Linked DNA regions of Sus scrofa: all the other regions are linked to region 2. Evidence: chromatin contacts called from public targeted proximity ligation data. All regions are on one chromosome and are shown on one strand. The core of a region is the stretch at or near the end of the contact, and the rest is flanking DNA. Distances in the headings are between cores, read along the strand shown. Region 1 has its middle 84 kb from the start of CDC42EP3. Region 2 has its middle 78 kb from the start of RMDN2. Region 3 has its middle 61 kb from the start of CDC42EP3.

The links.
Region 1: a targeted proximity ligation map of alveolar macrophages shows a contact between it and region 2. A contact is called at or near these places in 1 of 47 Hi-C or Micro-C datasets (embryonic fibroblasts) and 1 of 2 datasets of targeted methods (alveolar macrophages).
Region 3: a contact with region 2 is called in a targeted proximity ligation map of alveolar macrophages. A contact is called at or near these places in 3 of 47 Hi-C or Micro-C datasets (embryonic fibroblasts and epiblast stem cells) and 1 of 2 datasets of targeted methods (alveolar macrophages).

Annotation. Positions count from the first base shown.
Region 1 is chr3:102,453,330-102,457,376 of Sscrofa11.1, forward strand. No RefSeq gene overlaps it. Among named protein-coding and RNA genes, the nearest start is that of CDC42EP3, 84 kb to the right of the region's middle.
Region 2 is chr3:102,383,640-102,387,388 of Sscrofa11.1, forward strand. No RefSeq gene overlaps it. Among named protein-coding and RNA genes, the nearest start is that of RMDN2, 78 kb to the left of the region's middle.
Region 3 is chr3:102,475,773-102,479,411 of Sscrofa11.1, forward strand. No RefSeq gene overlaps it. Among named protein-coding and RNA genes, the nearest start is that of CDC42EP3, 61 kb to the right of the region's middle.

The DNA.
Region 1 (4,047 bases), core at 1,267-3,766, 70 kb after region 2:
ATAAAAATAAAAATAAAAATAAATAAAATCAGACTGGATTAAATTTCAACTCTGTGAGCTAGGTAATAATAGTACCTTCCCCAAAGGGCAGTTGTGAGAAAAACTTATCAAGAGCAGTAAGACAAGGGCAGAGGATCCATGTAGAAAAGTTGATGAGCAGACCAGCTAATTTAAATCAATGAACACTTCCTGGAAGAAGGAACTCTTGGCCAGAGTTTTAAAGAAAACTGAAAGCATGACTTGAAGGAGAAGATGGCAATCTTGAAATCCAAGGAAAGGAATTCTGATTGGGAGCTGAAAGCCACAGTGGACTTCAGAAAAGAGCTGTTCCCCAGGTGGAGTGACATGAGCAAAAGATGAGGGGCTAAGCTAGAAGTCATGGGTTCCTGTCCACACATGTCAACTGGGTAAACTTAGGCCAGTTTCTTTCTGTTTCTCTTTCTCTCTTTCTTTCTTTCTCTCTTTCTTTCTCTCTCTCTCTTTCTTACGTTCTTTCTCTCTCTCTTTCTTTCTTTCTCTTTCTTTCTCTTTCCTTCCTCCCTTCCTTCTTTCTTTTCCCTCCCTTCCTCCTTCCTTCCTTTCTTTCTTTCTCTTATTTTAATGGCCTCATCTGTGACATATGGAAGGCCAGGGACTGAATCCAAGCTGCAGCTGCAACCTACTCCACAGCTGTACCAATTCTGGTTCCTTTAACCCACTGCACCAGGCCAGGGATTGAACCCACACCTCTGTAGCAACCAGAGCTGCTGCAGTCTGATTTTTAAATCACTGTGCCACAGTGGTAACTCCAGGCAGGTTTCATTCTACCTGAACCCATTTTCTCATCTGTTAACTGTGATGACAGTAACCCAGACCTATGGATTTGTGCAAAATCCAAGTGATTAGCAAGTAATATTTGTGAAAATGTTTATAATTTGTTGTGGACAAAGAATATCATGTACCTTATCAGTAGACAAAGGATGTTGCAGCCATCAGGCCATCAGCCATTTCAGCTTCCCCAGCTGTATACCCTGAGGGGATTCAGGATGGAAAAGAACAAGATACATACCAAAGGTGTGATTTTTAATGAGCCCAGACTCTTGCATTTTTCCATACATAGAACAGTACTAAATTCATCAACTTGAGATGTCTGGTTTTTCTCTTTAACACTTTAACATATTTTGATATTCAGCTACCTGGTTTTGAGCAAAAACTCCTACATGTCCTGACACCTCCCTTACCTTTTTGAAACAGTCCCTTAGAACTACCTAAAAGGCTTTCTCCTAGGCCTAAGTCCTTGGTTTGTCCACAAAATAAAACATAATTCTCAACTTTCAGGTTGCGCTTTTTTTTTTTTAGTCAACACTGTACAGAACTTTCCTAATACATACACTGATCTGATCCAGTAACATGGTAGCATAATAAAGAAAAGAATTTCAGAGTTAGGTTAGAAAGAACTGGGTTTAAATCCCTGTGCCGTCATCTACTAACTTTATGCATTTGAGTTGATGACTTATTCTCCTTGAGCCTTACTCTCTCATCTGTAAAAGGAGTCTAACTTGCCAAGGTTAGACTATATCTAAAGCACCTAGTAAAGCACCCAGCATGTCATCCCCATCATTACCACTGTGACTAATGTTAGTCTAAACACTAACCATCTGCAAGGTGTTGTTCTAAAAGATATATGTGCATTTAGGTAGGTCTTGTTACTCTGAAGCCTAGAGAGGTTAAGTAACTTGCCCAAAGCCACACAGGTAGAAGTGGTGGAGTCAGGATTAGAATCTGGCAGTGGAGTTCAGCACACCAGGGTAGTTAGCAACAATGCATAGCGAAAATCGGGCACTGAATTCAGGCCAATTTTTGGAGAGTTCCTTTGCGAAGTAACAGGCTTTCAGAACTCAGGTTTTCCAAGGAACTTGATAGTGGGCAAGAGAAATCCCTCAGGAAGATCCTTCTTACCTGCTCTTAAGTGCTTATTCTGTGAGAGAAAATATAATTGACGCCACTTCCAGGAAGAAAGGAAGCTGGGTTAATAATGGAAATAAAGCACCTGCTACAACATTTGACATGTCCACCCATATTTGTAAAACTCCTGAAAATAATCCCCATCAGCTCTGGAGTTACTTGGATCAGTAAGGAATGTTGCTAAACCCACAGAAAACTAGGTGATGGGCTGGAATGAAAACCTTGCTATGTATGCAAGGCAGTAACCTGATTTGCATCAGTTGAAAGGGTGAGAAATGGCAGGCAAGCAGAGGTGGCTCCTTCACTCCAAAGAGATCTGCTGTTGCATTCTCTCATTGGCATGTGAGGCCATAAGTCCACACGGCTTAAACCTTACACAATTTCCTCTGGAGGAATCATATGCCTATTTCTAAATTCTTTATGCCTGCCCTCTGGGCCACAGGTCAGAGACTAGTGGGCAGAAGGCATCAGACCATCCTTGCAAAAGACTTTTCCATCATTTGGCTAGGGTGGAAAGGATGCTGACTAAAGAAGGTTGATCGTCATCCAGCTCTACAAGAATTGAGTCATTAGCCTCTGCAAGGTTGACCTTTAACACACCCCAAAAGGAGTTCAGGACAGAGATTAGGAATGAGACGTTCTGTGCTCTGAAAAATCTGGCAGAACTAGCCTTCAGATAGTTAGATATTTTCAGGAGAAATTTTTTGAATTTTTAGATTTTTGAATCTTTCTATACTTGATAAAAGCACTAAAACCATTAACTAAGATATTTGTTCCCTATGACTGGCAGCAACCTATTACTGAGATGTGTGCTTGGTTACATGTAACCCCTTCACCAAAATCACATACATACCGACCTCCCCCATTACTCCTTGGAACAGTTTCTCAGCTATCCCAGAGGCTGTCTCCCAGGCTACAGTCTTGTAAGACACTAAATAAATTCAGCTCACAGCTTTTACATTACACATTTTTTTTAAGTCAACAAGAGAAAGAGAGACTTCATTTCATTCCCAGTTTTCCCTCTTAGATATTTCTCACTTATGGAAAATATAAGCAGTGATGCTAGACACACAAAAAGACCTTCAGACCCTTTGTCCAAGAATTCCACCCATATCATCTCTGAGGAGCTGCCATAACAACACCTGAGTCTTTACTAACTCTAAGACTTTGCAGCTCTCTTTAAACATTCATTCCCTTATCTTTTTGAGATCATCTATCTGTCAGTGGGCTGGGTCATGAAATTAATAAAATTTTGGAATGTCACATGCCCAGAAAATTCCTAGGAAGAATGTGGTCATAAAAATAAAATCACAATATTGGGGGGGAGAAAACCTAACAACAACAGAGACAAAAACATAAATTAAAGCAATAAAGCACATCTACTGGGAATGACTGGGGCAAGGCAGAAGGCTCTTCCTACATGCCAAACTGAAATATTCTATTAAGTTTTAAGAAATCATGTTTACAGCAGATATAAATTAAATTAACTGCAAGGCCATAAAATAGAGCAGCTGTTCTCCATCTCCTCTGATGACAGACAAGAGGAAAAGGCTAGTCAGAGGTAAGGAAGACATTCTTCTTGGCAGTGAGGTGAGAACATAACATCAAGGGCACAATAAGGAGAGGCAAGAGAGCTGTGGAGCCATCTCTTCTGCTACACATTTAAGGAGCACAGATTATAGGAATTTTACATGCATATTGAAGTCCTTTGCCCTTGACCATTTCTCTGTACATTTAACTATTTCAATGTAAATAAATGGAACTCCTTACAAAATACTGTGAGAATACAAATGCACTACTAAGACAATTGTGAAAAACAATCAACTGTTAAGCCAAAGTAAAAATGATCATCTTCCTTGTCCTGTGCTGCAGTAGCTTAGCTTAAAGCTGAGAAACTGAATGATTTAAGGACTCTCTGACCTCATCAGCAGCAAGCCTATGCTTAGGAGCTGAGTTAACCAGACACACACAATGCCTGGATCACTTCTGTCTCTACTTGCTGGTCTGAGTTTCCCTAAAATGCTGCATTTTTGAGGGTAATCCAGCATGTCTGCCTTGCCCACCAACCCTGCAGGATCACCTACCGCCTCCATTCCCCAGGGT
Region 2 (3,749 bases), core at 857-3,356:
GAGTTCCCGTCGTGGCGCAGTGGTTAACGAATCCGACTAGGAACCATGAGGTTGCCGGTTCGGTCCCTGCCCTTGCTCAGTGGGTTAACGATCCAGCGTTGCCGTGAGCTGTGGTGTAGGTTGCAGACACGGCTCAGATCCAGCGTTGCTGTGGCTCTGGCGTAGGCTGGTGGCTACAGCTCCGATTGGACCCCTAGCCTGGGAACCTCCATATGCCGCGGAAGTGGCCCAAGAAATAGCAAAAAAAAAAAAAAAAAAAAAAACAATGTCCACAGCAAGTGGAAATGCTTCCTAATTCAGGGCACAGAGCTAGTCAGGCCATATATCTTAGCTGTTTTCATTAACCAAGGTAATACTTTAACCACTCTCTGCCTAATTTCTTGTCCATTTCTCAAACAGTTCAGAACTCAGATGAGGGAAAGCGAGCTGTTATGTATTGACTTAAATAAATTTCATCATTTCCCTTTAAAATGTCACTTTTCCCTAGCTGGTTCTGCACAGAACAAAAGAAATAAGAAAATACTCCAAATTTGCTCCCTACCCACACTATCTCATCATTGCATTACAATCCTCATGATAATGCATTAGCTTTTTCTTGACATAAAAATTATCAAACTGCTGTTAGTTCATATGTTTCTACCCAAAACTGGCAACCAGAACTCTAAGATTAATTGCAAGAACTATAAAGAGATTTTAGGACATTTCCCCCGAGAGCCTCCATGAATAGCACCAAGATGAGCAGTAACCCCAGGCTTCAGAGCCCCCCACTGCCATGTCAGGTTATGATGCCTTCTTTCCTATGATGCCTTCTTTCCTAGCCAAATCCCAAAAGAAAAGTCTTCTCAGATCTTCAGGAGTATGTATGACATGAAAAGCTCATTTGGGTAAAGGGAACCAGACCCTCGACATCTGACACTAACGAGGTGCCCTTCCCTTGGCTTAAAGGGATCTGGAGGAGGACGAGCAGATAACCTTCAGCCTAAATAAGTAAAATCATCACTGCTCTGGAATCTCTCTGAAGCATGCCCGGTTACGGTGTGGAATTCCACAGGGCGCGTGGCCCTCTTGGACTCCATCCAAAGGAGTAAGCTATCAGAAGGAACTCATCCTAACACAGGTCCCTGGGACAGTGTTCATCAGCAAGCTCCGGGGTAGCTGGTAAAATTCTGGGACTAGTCAGTTAACCACACCATGCTTGTTAATATAGTCAAGTCTCTGTTAAGAAGCAACAACCCAGTTTGTCACTCACCCATTCCCCATTCCTTCACTGCCCAGTTAGCTTCTGGCTTGTTCATAAGGCAGCTCTGGGGGTCTGACAAAATAAGCCTCTTGTTCACAAAGCTTAAACCAGAGGGTTTTCTTATGATCTGTTTTTTTTCTATCACCAGCACCTTGACCTCCTGGCATGCTCTTGGCTAATTGAAGTTGCCGAAGGCATAAGGATTCTGCTAATGGACTCAGCTCTCCCATAGGGGTCAGACACCAAGACAATGTCACAGCTGTGAAAGAAGAGCCCAGATGGCCAGGCTCAGGTGGTAAAGACCTTCAGAATCTGCCTTGAGGCTCTCAATGGCTTCAGATTGAAAACTATCTTGGCCCCATCCACAAATGTAAGGCATTTAATGACAGCCTGAAAGCACAGAGCTTAAACAGAATGATGAGCACAGGGCAGGAATTTGGACTCCAGAAGAACTGGCTAAGCACAGATTATTTTTCTACGGTATTTGACGAGAACAAACGAAGTAAGAATTTTCCTTTTGTTCGTCTGGCCTTTGGCATTGTTTACTTTCTTTTTATGATTCTCAAAGGCACTTAGAGCTCTGGCAGTGTTTCTGTCCTAAAATCTTATTGTCAGAAGTTTATTTTTCAGCTGTTTCAAATCATATCTGGTAGAGTGAGTGCTTTGCCTGGGCTCATCACTTTACCTCAGAAGAAATAAAGTTCACCCTTTAAATGACAATATTGATTGTCTACAGCTTTAAGTTTTCTGCACTTAAGCTGCAGGCTTCATTTCAAAATATGTTTTCTCTCAGCACAAAGGAACTATGGTAGAAGACTCCACTCTGCTGGTGTCTGGGTAATGACCTAACACCGTATTTTGGACTATCGCTGTGTTTTGTCAGATTTTCACTGCCTGTGGAGTAATTCTTTGTCAATGGTGGTTTCGTCAGCTGTGGTTTTGAGGCAATGAGGTTTTATGCTTGTGTTTGAATTTTTTTGAAAATATATAAGCTTTTAACATTTACAGAGCTACGTTCAGTCCTCTTTTAAAAGGAACCCAATATCCTGTTTTTCCTCCTCCTCCATCAGAGGGGATAGCGTGTACTTTACCGGCTGCCCCTCCAGAATGTGGACAGGCTACTTAAGACAAAAAAATGCACTCTTCAGTGCTGTGATGATCTCTGAAAAGCCCAGGTTAACTTAGCCAGTGTCTTCTTGACACCTATGAAAAGTCAGCGTGTGAAAGAGGGTAGCATAAGGGTTAGGAGGCTGTGCTCTAAAGCTTCACTACCTGACTGAACTCCAGCTGTTTAGTGGGTTAAAGGGTGCCCTTCCCCCAGATATGAGCACCTCCTCACCCTGGGAACCTGTGAATGCAGCCTTATTTGGAAAAAGGGCCTTTGCAGATGTAAATACACTGAGAATGTCTGAGATGAGCTCATCCTGAATTACCAGGGTGGGTCTTGTAGCCAGCGACAAGTGTCTTATAAGAGCAGACACAGATGCAGAAGAAGAGGAGGCCATGTGAAGATGGAGGCAAAGGCTGGAGTGATGCTGACCAAGGAACACCTGCAGCTACCTGAAGCTGGAAATATTCTTCCTAAGAGGCTTTGGAGGGAGTGTGGTCCTGCTGGCATCTTGATGTGGAACTTCTGAACCCCAGAACTATGAGAGAATAAATTTCTGTCATCTCAAGCCACCCAGTTTGTGGTAATTTGTTACAGGAGCCTTAGGAAACAAATACATGACTTACCAGCTGGGCAAGCTATGTAATCTCCATAAATCAGATCCCTCAAAGGAAAACCTTCTTCATAGGGTTGCTGTGAGGATAAAATGCCTTCACATAGGTGAGTGGTTCAGAACAGTGTCTGTGCCTGGTGTGCTCACACGAGTGATTTTTGTCTGTCATAACAACCGGCAAATACAACTGAACTGAGATTTCCTATCCAGTATATGCTGGTCAAAAGAGTCACAATCTGAGAAACAGGAACATTCTGGAAAAAACTACTTTGTCTCATCTCAGGGTCTCAGCACAGCTTCCTAAACAGCTAAAGAATATGAAGCAGGAGCAGGACTCTCTGCAAGAGCCTCTCTTTAAATGCCTCTAAATCTGACTGGTTTCAGAAAAGTGAAGCTTTTGAAGATGTTTCTGTGCTGAGACTTGAGAACACACGCATAACATACGACGTTTAAGTTCCCCCCAGCCTCTTGCCCTCCATGAGCTGTAAGCCGCCCATCTGGGTGGTTTCTGTAAGGTTCATCTGCCCTGTGCTATCTCCCGCAGTCCTTGCCTACACAAAACAAGGATTTCAGGCAGGCCAAGAAGCTCGGTATCAGCGCCAGGATAGAGGCAGCAGGCTCTGTCGCACAAGGATGGAGGCAGGTGGTCTGGTGGGAAGTCGTTCCGGCCAGGAGGTGCTGCAGCAGTGCCCGGGATAGACCCAATGGCCTTGCCGCACATGGATGGAGGCAGGAGGTCTCTCCATGCAGAAGCAATCAGCTCAGGACTGGAGCGATTTGGGTCGAAG
Region 3 (3,639 bases), core at 84-2,583, 91 kb after region 2:
AGAAAGAGGCTTGGGCTTTGGGAGTTTGGATGTTAAAGGACATTTAGTTACAGTTTAAAGAGGTCTGGAAATAAATGTAGATTATGTTGAAATAATTCCACTCTGAACAACAGCAGAAAAACCAGCTTGATACATAGGAGAAGATGTTAATTTTACTAGTCAAATATTTCTTAAATTTAAGAAACAGATCTTTATAGAGAAAATTCTTATGGATTTTCAGTGTTATTATTATTATTGTATTAACTAAATATATAAAAATGTAAAACTAGGTAAAAAGTCCTGATATTTATAGTTCTCAGCCATAAAATCAAAACAAATTTCAAAGTTAGTCCAATTACAAAAGTATATTTTTATTAACAATAACAATTTAATGTAACTGATGATGTTGTTTTGGTGAAACTAAAGGGCCAAATAGTTTAAGAGCAGAAAGTAACAGGCTAAGTTCCAATTCTACATTTTGATTTTGGCAGGCTTTTGTACAGAGTATTTATTAGGATAAGTATACTCAAAAAAAAATCACAAAGTTCAAGCAGCTTTGTTTTCTTGTTCAGGATAAGCAGGCCTCCAAGTTAAAAATGACAACAACAATAGTAATAACAACAATAATAATTTATGCCAATAAGCAATCCTCAAATGACAATTCTGATGATCTACCACTCAATAACTACATAAAGCTGCCTTACATGCTCAAAGATGAGGCTATAATTGTGGCATTTTTGAAACCTACATTTCATGGCAATCTAATATAACCACAGTGTGAATCAAATAGAACATTTTCCACTGTGCCTTTCATCCTTGCTGACTGCAGGCTTGCATAAACAAGGAGGCTGTCTGGGTAATATATCTGCTAACTAACTACCTACGTGAATGTCTTGCTCTTAGCCCAGGGCTGCTTCAGCAAGCCTATATCACCATGGACAAGTGCTAACTCAGTTTCTCCATACCACTCTTTTTCTTTCTGTTGCAAAACTTTCATTTAAGCAGTGTTCCATGTCACAGTCCTCTGTGTGGTGCAAATAGGAACAGAAAACAAAAATTGCAAATGTAAGCACCAAATGAAGCAATAACAGCATTTCATTATTATAAGTTGCCTTGACCTAAGTGTTTGTGTTCTCTATAAACTCTAACCCAAATCTGATGGTACCTGGTACCTTTGAGGTGAAAAGGGTGGGGCATCCATGATGGGGTTAGCATCCTTATAAGAAGAGGAGAGCCCAGAGCTCTTTCCACCAAGTGAGGAACAGAGAAAAGTGGCTGCCTACAAGCCTGTAAAAGAGCTCTTACCAGGAACTAAGTGGACCACGATCTTGATCTTGAACTTCCCAGTCTCCAGAACTGTGAGAAATATATTCCTGTTGTTTAAGAAGCTCAGTCTATGGTAATTTGTTTTAGTAGCCCAAGCTGACCATGACAGTGGTCATCCAAGATGATGAAGCAGAGATTTGACTTTTTTCAAAGATAATCATCAAAATGATAACCCCTGACCTAAATTCCTGGGCAGAATACATACATTCTCAGGAATACATCTTTGGACTCTAGTCTGAGAAGCAGGGGGCTGTATAGTCTTTCCATGAGGTTCCAGCTTATAGTTAAGAACAGGGTAATGATGACAGCCATGGAATAGAGCTGCTCTGGCCCTGCCCCACCTGCTCTGGGAGCCTTCTAACCCTCCCTAAAATCCCTTGGAAATATTTCTGGGTGTCCTTGGATATCTCTCCTGAACTCTGAGAACTGATTTTTACAGCCAACACATGGTGTTGGCCATGCTCCCCCTTTGGTGTGGCAAAGCCTCTGGTCATTGATAGGGAAGAAAAACATCAGTTCTATCCCTTAAGGTCCATTAAAGCCACCACCTCAGTGGATTCTACTTAGCAAGGGCCCCACTGCTCTTTGCTTGCCATCACTGCAGCGTCAGTGCTGAAGCTGAGCCTGAGTGTGGGTGGCTGAGCTGGGGCACTGAGGGGCCCGGACACAAAGGGGTCTCTGCAGCTGTTGCCAACAGAGCTCCTATTGCCTTCACCTCACCGTATCCCAGAGGAGTTCCTAAGAAACAGCTTTCTTAGTCACTCCAGGGCTCTCCAGCACCTATGAACTCAACTCTGTCCCCTCCACTCAGAGAGTCCATTGGGCTCCTCCTGGGTCCCCTCTCCCTGCGCTGTGACCTGGAAACTCTCTCTAGGCAATTGCTGGGACAATTATTAGGCTCACCTGGTTTGTTTCCCTTTTCTTGGGGGTCACTGCGTTCCATTGTCTGATATTCAGCATCAAAAAAACATTATCTCATCTAACTTATCAGATTTTTAAAGGCTTTTTTTTTTTTTTTTTTTTCAGGCAGGCAGGTAATTTTAGTCCTCATTGCTCCATCTTGGACAGAAGCAGAAATACCCTCTTTTAGAAAGTAGCAGTTCCTAGTACTACTACTCTTAGCCACATTGTATAAGTGTAGTTGTTATTCTACATCCTCATAAACTCCTGATATTTTCAGACTTTCTAATTGTTTTAAGAATTAAATTAGTTGACAAAGGGATTTAATACAATTCTTCTCCCAAATGATCTAGAATTTAAAGGAGGGAGGACATTGTTTAATTGAAAGGAATGAATCTCTAATTATGAAAGTTCAGGCAGTAGGGTACTAGGTGGGGGGGCAAGGGAAGATATGTCAGCACCAGGGGAATTTAGTTCCAAACTCTTTACCATTAGAGTATTTCTATTTATTTATTTAAGGGAAGAAAAATATTAACTCATTAAAATGAACAGTTCTGTGAAATAGTGGTAATATTTAATGCCTATTATAAATCATAGGAAAGCATTTAAATCCATAAATGAAGAATCCCTAGAGATTCTTGACAAAAATTTGCTACTTAAAGTCCAGAGGAAGACATACAGATTAAGTGTACATATCCACACACAGAGTGTGCTGGGTCAGAGGAGCAACATCAGCTGGCCACTTCGGTCACTTTGTGAATGAAGCCCTCCCCTCTTTGGGGACTGTGTTGCCACTGTTAAAAGCATTTATAATTGTTTCTTTGAAAATGACCACATTCTCCAGAGAAATTCTCAAGGAAGGAATCTAATTATCTTGAAATTACCAAATTCTCTAGGTAACTGAGTATTTATTTCATTTTAAGAAAGCTCATTTGGTATTTACCAAATTCTCTAGGTAACAGAGTCTTTATTTCATTTTAAGAAAGGTTGTTTGGTATTACTCATAATGGACTGTTCTGTCCTTCCCTTTTCCACCTCGATTTGGAGAGAGAAACAGTGGAATTCTTCAATTCTTGCTCTGCACCTGGCCCTCATCAAACTTTGCAAAAACCCAACGCTGTGTAGAAACATTTAGTTAAAAAAAAAAAAAAAAAGGCAAAGCTTTGGTAGTAAGCATACTCATTAAACTATAAAAATGTCCCTATAATCTTCATTTTATTTTGTTTTTAGTATTTCTACATCCATAGTCTTCATTCTGAAATAACATTTGTTTTGTGGTTGCTGACGGATGTGATTAAACAGTCCAAAATCTGCATTCCACAGTTCTTTACAACAGACCAAAATAGCATTCTTGTTCACGCTAGGATACCCCAGTGTTGGCGTGAATTTTGGCCAACTAGCAGAGGGTGAACAGAAAGTACTTAATTCCTTAGT